2 separate regions of the Anser cygnoides genome follow, and region 1 is linked to region 2. A link is a contact called in public Hi-C data. All regions are on one chromosome and are shown on one strand. Each heading gives the region's core, a stretch centred on a gene start, on an enhancer-like site or on the middle of the called end of the contact. The rest is flanking DNA. Distances are from core to core; before and after follow the strand shown.

Region 1 (5,004 bases), core at 2,329-4,828, 180 kb after region 2:
TGCCAGTACACAAGAGCTTCACATAACAAAAATGCCAAAGTCTGCCACACAAGCCTTGTAAATGCTACAAGCAAGGCAGAACAACAATCAGGGTTTTCAAGGCAATCACTGTCATTTTTCAGCCTGCCAACTTACGACAATACCTCTTAAAACTACTAAAAACATTTATTTTGTGTCATAACTAGAACCAGAAATGTCAAGTAGCAATATGATAATCAGAAAAAAAGTAATTTTTATTTATTTATTACAATGTCAACAGTCCACGAGCCTTTTGGTGTTGGAAGAGGCAAAACAGAAATGCCACAGGCAGAGTTCAAGTGACTCAGCTGCAGCAAAAGACAGCTGAAATCCTCTTATCTGGTAACTCTCACTATCACTTGTGCTGCTAGCATGTTTCACCGCAGAGTGAACAAGAGGCCTGTAGAGGTTCTTCCCAGATCAGCTGCTACACATACAGACACATTTGTTCCTGTCAAACTCTTTCCAAAATCTATTAAGCTAAAAATGTAATGGTCTTGATAACTTCATATATACAAGCTCCTGTTGTAGCTACGGAGAAGCTGCCTCATGAGGCTTTATTTTGCTTCCACTTAACTTCCCGAAGTCAGGCTTTAGAACAATGACTGACTTGCAGGTCCTTGTCTCTAAACCAGTCATGTTGTTTTTCTCGTAAGAAATTAAATCTAAAGCACCATTCCTTGTACACTTTTCACATAACCATTAGCTTAGAAACACACTTCAGTTATGAGATTGTTATACTGACAGACATTTGCAAGAACACAAACGCAAAAAAGAAAATCCAAACAAAATAGGAAGAGTAGACTTCAATTCAAGTAGATTCCAATTTCCATAAATTTTCACTTGAATTTTTAAGTTATACTGCACAATTCAGAAGAGCTACTAACACAAAACACTGCGTGAAACAAAAAACAATTATTGTTTTTGTTGGATTCAATAGCCACAAACAAAAGCACGAAACTGCACACTTACCAAATTTTAAAAAAGCATGCGCAGATGAGGTTCTGTCATCATCCAAATTGGCCATTTCAAATTGGTGCAGCTAATCACAAACGTCTCAGGCTAAGCTACAGCAATTTTCAAAACCATTTAGTAAATGTTAAAGGCAACCAGCATTAAATTAAGTGAAAGCAATGTTAGTGGAGTTATTAAAATGACAGAGTGCACAGCACACAGGGTAGTACCATGTTGTTATATTTTATGTTTTCCCTCTTCTACTCTAAAAATCAGTTTTAGTTTGCCTTTACTTCAGTAACGCTTAACTAAGTAAAATGGTATAATCTACACTAAGACCATCTTTTGGACTTTACACAGTAAGTTATGTTTACTTGATACAAAAATTGCTACTAAAGTCTAAAGGTGCTGAATAATATCTGTGTGATCTATTTCAGGATTACATAAAAAATACGTGTTTAACACATTAAAAAAAAAAAGTGTTAAGCAATAGTAAGCACTGACAGCTAGAATTCTGCTTATGCATAGTGTTGCTTTTATCCAATGTGGAATTTACATTAGGATGCTTTGCACAGTCATATCCACAGCTTATGGTACTGAATAGCTATTATTTGAAGTGGAACATCTGCCAGTTTGGAAGGTAAAATAAGAAAATATTGCTTGTAGTTATGATGACAAGTCATTCCAAATCTTTAAAGCAACTCAGGCTCTTTAAAGTAGCTGAGATTTCAGAGGTTGTAGACTGGCCAACTGCTGAACATATTTGTAACCTGTTCCTAACTGTTAATTATCACAGTAGCAACAATTGAAACAGTATTTTATTGTTCAAGGAAGGGAAAGAAAAAGCTCTCAAGAAAACTTGCTCTTACTGGCAACAACATAACATATTTTAATACACATAATCATCAAGATATGCACTACCTCCTACAGGATAGGGTCTTAAATGATACCTTGCTGTTGGCTGTAAAACATGAATCATTCATGCATTTCATGCGAGTCTATATTCCATGTTTACTAAATATAAAGGCTCCATGTTTATTAGATCTTACTCTAAGCAAGGTATTAAAAAAAAAGAAACAGTACTGTTTGTGAGCTGGGACTGTCAGCATAGCCCTCATCCAATTCAGAACAGCATGGGGGAGTTTCAGCCAATTTCAATGACGCTAACAACCATGGCTCCTTCTGACAACGCCAGAAAGGAAGAGTAAGAGCTCTGAAATTACACAAACTTCAAAATAGTTATAAAGATGTAGTAGGGAATTTGAGAAACAAGAACATGATTTTCATTTTTAGATAAGATTGTTACCTAAAAGATCACAAAGAAAAATTAATTTTTACACCAACTCATTTATCAGAAAAGCATTTCAACTAAAACAAGCTTTATTTCTCCAATAAACAAATTTCTTTGGATTCTATATAAGTGACAAGATCCCTAAGTAGGAAAAAGAGGAATTGAACTACGATAACAATCTGTCACTATCAGAGAAAACTTTCTTAGATATTTAATAAATAAGTAGAAGGCGGCAGCAGATAAAAGAAAGTCAAGCATTCAAAACCACCTGAATGCCTTCTGCAGTGACAGAGCCCAGCTCGGACGGGAACCGCAAAGTTAGCACACTGCTGTGTGACTCGGGACTCGCACACTCCAAACGCGCAGGATCCAGACTGTATTTTGTAGAGCTCTATGGCTACGTTCGCTAATCAATTTCAGATAACAGTACCGTGTAATCATAATTAGCCAGAAAATAGGAATTCATTTAGTGGACAGTCTTAATAATGGTATTGTGCACATTAATACTATACATAAGTAGAATTCTTAAAGTCTCACCAATCAGAGCACTCGGTAACCACTGCACTTTCTTGGAGGGCCCTCAGGAAGGCCACCTTCTTCAGTCTGACCTGTCACTACGACAGCAGCACAAATCAAATCATGAGTTGTGCAAGCATGTATGCCAAATACAGAAACAGCACAGGGACCACTTGGAAAACTGTTTCCACCAGAACATTAGCAAGTAAAGTCCTACTACTACTGTACTTAATTTAAAAGAGAAAAGAGAACAGGGGTCTTTGAGCTTTGGACATTCAAGACAACTCCCTAAACTTCACCCTTGCACTTGAGGCCAGAACCTCGCTGCCCTGCAGACTGACTTCAGTACCTGAAGCTCTCACGTTCAAATAAATAAATGCTTTTCCATAGAAAACCAGGCAGCAGCAGCTGGCACTCCCGTGCTTTAAAGCGCTCCACCTGCCCAAGAGCGATGCTACGGCAGCAGCAGCAGCAGCTCCCTTCACCCAACCCCGCAGCCCCCGGGGCCGCCCGGTGCCCGGCCGTGCGGGGCAGCGCCGGGTGAGGCGAGGTGAGGCGAGGTGAGGTGAGGTGAGGCGAGGCGAGGGGAAGGGCAGAGAGCGGGGAGCCGCGGGGCGGCTCCGGGACCGAGCCGAGAGGTCAGACCTGAGCGCTTCGAGCGAGCCCGCAGCTCCAGCATCTTCCAGCTGACATCGGCCATGTGGGCCGCCGCCGCCGCGGCCGCCGCCATCCCGCCGCGTTGCGCTCCGCTCCCCACGGCCCGGCGCCCCGTTACCCGCGGCGGCCGTAAAGGTGCCCGGGCCGCTGTCGCGAAACCGTCGCGATGGAGTGGCGGCGGCGCCGGGCCCTCCCCGGTGTTGCCGTAAAGCGCTGCGGGCGGCGGGCAGAGCCGCTGCGCCATGGGGGGCGGCCGCTGTGTGCCGTGGCTGGGCCCGGCCCTGGTGTTGCTGGCGGTCCTGGTGGGGCCCGGCGCGGCGCTGCAGAATGTCACGGCGCAGCTCTTCGGTGCCGAGGCCCACGGCACCCTGGCGGCGTTCGGCGACTTCAATTCGGACAAGCAGACCGACCTGTTCGTGCTGCGCGGCGGTGAGCGCGGCGCTGGTGTGGGCAGGGGGTGCCCGGGGGTGGCCGGGGCCGGCGCGGGGCTCGGAGCCGGGGGGCGGGTGCTGGGGCAGGGGTCGCAGCAGCCCGGCCCGGTGCCCGTGTCGGAAAGGGCAGCGGTCGGCCCTTGCCTCGGCCGCTCGGTGGTGCTGCTGGAGGTGATGGTATTGACTAGCAGAGCTGCTTTCGGGGCTGAAATTGGCGTTTGTGTTGCTCCCGAGGTGTTCCCGACATGGAGAAACAGATTTGCGGTTTGCACTGGAGCAGGGCTTTATTTAGGAGAAGAGGTATTTACCTTTATAGTTGGCTTTGTGGTCTGAGATAGGTAAAAGCATCATCTGGCTGAGCGGAGGGTTTTGCTCCTCCAGACCTTCTTCTTCTGCTTCCACAATTTGTTGGGAAGTAGAGATGAAGAACACTTCATGGTTGTACGGAGGATAAATTAGATGTTAGCCTGCTTTGGATGTTGTTAAGTCCAAAGGAAAGTAGCCGTGCACAAGGCTGTTGGCTTGTCAGCTGCTGGGGGTCTCTGCTGAGGCTCAGGTTGGGGAGAGGACCCCAGTGGGAGCAAACTAGAGGTCAGCACCGTCTGTGGACATCAGACATGGGTTGTATCACTTCATAAAAGTATGACAAGTGGAGAAACTCATACTTCTTGCCTGTTGAATCCACTGCTTTCTACTCGTATTTGATGCCTCTTCCAATAGTACAGGGCAGTGAGTAATTCATCTTTTGCTTTTCACTGGGGAGTTTTGGAAACTTCTGTGGTATCCTGACCACAGAATTTTTAAGCTACTGAGTTGTTGTTTGTATGGAAACTGTGCCCTTTTCCTCACACTTCTCCGTACTTTTTTTTCCCTTTCTTCTGTGCTGTTTTTGAAATGAGAGGATGACAACTGTAGACAGCTTTTAGATATTTACACTGAGGATTGATGTAGTGCCATACTGCTTTCAGTTTTCTGCTCATCAGATAATTTCCAGTACTCTGTTTGTTTTGACTGCTGATGAGCTCTGAGCCAAAATTTGCATAAATCCATCTTTAGAGGCCATAAAATCTCAATTCAGAGAAACATAATTAACTTGGAGCCTGCTATGTGTAAGGATCAATCTGCTTCATCAACATC
Region 2 (4,691 bases), core at 1,206-3,705:
CACAAATACTTTCTAGCACGACATTATTGCTGTTCAATATCATGTGTAAGCAACTTCAAAATTATCTAAAAAGTGATTAACTATAAGAAAATAGCCAACACCTAATTCTCCTTAAATAGTTTAAAAACACAATACCTGAAGCTTCTCTTGGTTGGATGTACGGATGATAGAAGTAAGTATATCTGGCAAAGCTTCTCTAGGCAGGTTGTCCAGAAGACGTCTCAGCTTTGCAACTGCAGGAACAGACATATCCAGCATCTCAACCAACTGTAATGAACACACAATGAACAATATTTTTAGTTGTTGATGTTTCTTTTTAAATTATGTAAGCAACTATCTGACCTAAAAAGCAGTGCATCTTTAAGTATTAGTACGAAATGTGTCTAGATGCTTTACCAAAAACATAGAAAAAAACTGCACGCAGAAGAAGCACTAACTCAGCATAGGACAATTGAGACTTTGGGCTTTCTACTGGTTCAAGAAGTTCAAAAGTATCATCATAGTTTCCAGTGCTTTTTTCAATGCCTACATCTCTTAGTAGCCCCCAAACATCCTGATTACAAATATTTGCAGTTACCTTAAGGCTATTATAATTTTTCTTCTCCGCTTCCTTTAAACACAAATTCAATATACCCTGGGGACAACTGTTTATAATCAAGATTCTATATGTTTTTTCCTGTTTAATAACATACTTAAAATTAATAAATACTATAACGTATACTTAAAAGTAAATAAATCAGTTATGTGTATCATGAATCCTGGAAAAAACACTTATTCAAGTGTTCCTTTTACAAGAGTATACTTATAGCATTACCATATATGAAACACTATCAAGCTATTGTAATACTAATATATGCATTTTACACCCATCCTGCAATGAACTGTACTGAGACCCTGGAACCCAACACAGAAACCGTAAGCTATGTCAAAAATTTATTTTCTAGCAGAACTGAAACTTTACCTGTCACTGAAAAACATGATAGAGGGGGGAGAGAAAGGCAAAAAGAAGAAACAAAGAAAAGTCTAAGTACAAGCAGAAGTACACCGATACACTAAATAGGATTAGAATAATTTACCTGTACTGCATACTTATAGAATTGCTCTGACAACTCTCCAAGCTCCTCCTCAGATTTATGCTGGTTAGTAAACTGCTCAAGTCGATCCAACTGTTCAACTTCAGCAACTGGATACGGCTTCTCTTTCAGCAACTGCAGTATCTGGAATCGGCAGAGGCCCGTAACGAGCAATGTATAATGCGGCTTGGGCCAGTTGCTGCCAACCACCTGAACTGCCAGAGCAGCAGTGCCAATCCTAAAAACAGATCAAATCTTTGTATTACTCGGCACCTTCCACAGAACATTTCACGTGTCCCTTACCAACAAGAAACTGAACTGTAGGACCTCTGAGGTCATAGTTCATTATCAACAAAGGTAACAGAATTACATGACCTCTTTTGCACACAAATTAACAAAACCAAACCTTAAAACTTGAAAAGGAATGAGGTAACTGACAAACTAACAATAGCAATATAATACACACATCCTTTTTGGGAACAAGTAACTTTTTCATAAATAATTTAAGGGATCTTGGAACAGGAAAGGAATGCTTACCTTTCTGCTTGAACTATTTGCACTAGAAAACGGAGCGTTTGTAAACTACTGTTCTTCAGTGAAATTGTCTGTCTCATCCAGAATTAATGTTTTAGTTCACATTTACCTGATTAAACTATGATTAAACTACCTGCTTAAGCAGAATTAAAATACATTCTTGCAAAACGTTACTGAATCCACTAATGCAACAAAGTTTTGTAAGGAATAAAGCATATTAGTTCTATTTGTACTTCATCCCACAGAAATATAATTAGCTTTTAGGAACCTAGGTCTCTACCTGTGTTACTTTTATTAAACCACAACAAAAAACAATATGGGTAGAGCCTTAATGACCCTAAACTTTATCGAATCGCGTTATTCTCTTGCACCCCGGTCTTGCTTTCCCAACCTTCTGGCATGCGCCAGCCCCCCAGTCCCTGCCACCGCGTCCCCTCCGGAGAAGCTCCGGGTAGGGGAGAGGCAGCCCCAGGGAGGCCGAGCAGCAAAGCCCCGTCCCCAAGGCCCGGCTCCCCGGAGGTGCCAGCCGGGGCGAGGCGACGGCCGGGACGAGCTGGCGGTGGCACCTGTGCAGGGAGGGCAGGTCGTCGCAGTCGGACGTGGGGTCGCTGGTGTTGGGGATGACGCCGATGATGGTGCTGCGCAGCGACGTGCCCTTCAGGAGCCGGCTGCGCACCAGCTGCATGTTGCGCGGCGAGTCCACGCTGGTCCGCATGGTGGAGCCGGGCAGCAGGACGCCCTCGTGGGTGAGCAGCAGCGGCAGGCGGCTGGGGATCTGGATGGCGCTGCCCGCCGCCATGGCCGCCCGCTGCGCTGCGCTGCGCCCCGCCGCCCGCCCACGGCCCGGCCCGGCCCCGCCCGCTACGGGCACCCGAGAGGGACCGGCCGGGCCCGGAGGCACGGGCCTGGAGGGGAGGCCCCGCGGCACCTGCCGCCAAGCGGCCCGGTCCTCTCAGGGGCCCCGCCTGCCGCCGCGCCAGGCGCCGGGCCCCGGCCCAACCTCGGGTTGTTTTGTTTTGTTGTCGCCCCTTCTGGGGGTGATGGCACGGGGACAGTGCTGTGCCTCGGCAGCCTCGGCCACCAGATGGCAGGCTAGCTCTTGCAATAGGCTCAGGGTTTCCTTTTGTGTGCCTGTTAAATAAATAAATAACACCAAAAAGTGCTATAAATGAGTTTGTAATAACATTAGGCTCCATTAATAGAAAGGTAAATAGTGAAAGGCAAGGCTTTGGGGATTCCATTTACTGGTTGCAAGTGCTTAGTTCCTTGAGTAAAAGGCACGCTCCCACGGCTCCCACATGTTTGGCCCAGGCCCTCTTTCCTTAGGCTGTTGTTGGGGCAGGGGCTCCCCAGTGCTCCAGGCAGCCCTGACCCCAACGGAAGACATGCAGAAACACCCCTCTGCAGCAGTATAGGGACCAAGGCCCAAACCTTCACCTCAAGCTTTCGCCACGCGAGGATTCAAGCACCAAGTGGTGGTGCCCAGGACACAGCCAAATCCACTCCCCGCCTTTTCACAGGGCCACCTGTGGGCTGAGGCTGATCCCAGGACGCCACTAATGCAGGGCAACATTCAGTGCAGTGTAATGGGGTTCAGCAGAGCTGGAGGCAACACCATTTGTTACAGCTGTGCTGTGTCTAGCTCCTTTTGCTCTAGTAATACTGCTTTGCTCATTCATGCAAAAGCCTGCTCGAGGGATGGACTGTGAGCACTCAGGCCTATGGAGAGTTCAGATGAACAAGCTGATTGCAGAAACTTGCCCTTTTTTTTTCCCCCTACCCTCCACTGGTGAAAAGAGGTGCAATATTAAAATTGCATAATGCAATGAGCTATGTTAGCCAATCCCTTGTTAATCACTGACTGACTCGGTATGCTTTGAACAAAGGTAATCCTATACAAAGGTGAAAGTGTAGTAGCAAGGACTGTTTATACAAGCTGGCACTTTGAAACGCACAAGTATAGCTACAGTAAGAAACTTGCTTAGTCACGCAGTTTATTAATGCCTTAATCTGTTGGCCTACTAGAAGAAAATGTCACAGTAAAAAGACATATGGAAGTAATAACAATGGTTAAATGCAAGAAATTACTACAGCTGAGAAAAATTTTTTCTCTGTAAAACAGTCACTTCAGACAACTTAGAAAGAACCTAGAATTTAATGTACTATTCAACATGACATTTAGAAAATACTAATGCAAAAGAGTACTTAACACAAGAATATAGAAAATGTTTTGTGAACTTCCTGATGTTAAACATAATTACTCTGTAAACATATGTTCAACATTCACATATGTTTAAGCTTCTCTAATTATATTAGTTTGGAATGCGAACACAAACCAAACCTAAAGGTTAAACATTTGCTCATCGTATTTATTGATGAATTTGCTCAATCTGAATCTTTTCATTAAAAAAAAAAATTACCAATTTCATCATGTTTATTCTCCAGGCCATAATTTTCTTCCCTTCTTCAGAAATGACTAGTCCCTCTGGTCATTAAAAATAGTTTAACTCATTCTGGAACCGTATCAGAAAATTTCAATGAGTGATTTAAAATCCCTTTCAATTTCCACAAGCAATTCCCAATATCCAGGACTGTATTTTACTGCACAAACTAAGTGTCCAGTACAATAGGGACACATCTTGATTAGGATGTCTAGATAGTACTTTATTCCTCTAAATTGTTTTCTGCTTAAATACAATCAGATGACATTTAAGCAACAGCTGTTTTGAACTTTTTTCTGACTAGCTGAATCTCTCGGCACATTGAGAAACAGGCTAGCATTAAGATATTAAGAGAATTCTGTGCCTCCAACTCGGAAGCTTTTAGATCAGAAGGGACAATGGCCACATGACCTGACCTCCTTTGCATCTCACCAGCAACTTCTGCATCAAGTCCACAATATCTGAGATGCACTGTATTGCCTGGAGAGGAATTCAGCCGTGATTTAAAGACTTGCTATAAAAGAGAACCAACCACCTCCACAGCTAAGTGTTTCAACAGTTGATTACGTTGTTAGAATTTGCATCCTGCTTGTAATACCAGTTTAAGACCAGCTGCTGCTGTATCGTTACCTATTAGATTGAA

The links. Hi-C and Micro-C count contacts between places; a contact is called where the count stands out from the background.
Region 1: a Hi-C map of liver shows a contact between it and region 2, with 5 times the contacts expected there. The contact joins the promoter of PHKB here to the promoter of LONP2 in region 2. A contact is called at or near these places in 2 of 7 Hi-C or Micro-C datasets (both in liver).

Annotation. Positions count from the first base shown.
Region 1 is chr12:19,345,400-19,350,403 of Taihu_goose_T2T_genome, forward strand. PHKB (phosphorylase kinase regulatory subunit beta) reads right to left here and starts at 3,579. Exons shown (of 31, transcript XM_048073395.2): 1 at 3,425-3,579. The coding sequence starts at 3,509. It overlaps ITFG1 (integrin alpha FG-GAP repeat containing 1), which reads left to right and starts at 3,626. Exons shown (of 18, transcript XM_013186856.3): 1 at 3,626-3,865. The coding sequence starts at 3,679.
Region 2 is chr12:19,164,755-19,169,445 of Taihu_goose_T2T_genome, forward strand. It overlaps LONP2 (lon peptidase 2, peroxisomal), which reads right to left and starts at 2,456. Exons shown (of 15, transcript XM_013186832.3): 1 at 2,174-2,456; 2 at 1,077-1,311; 3 at 136-267. The coding sequence starts at 2,406.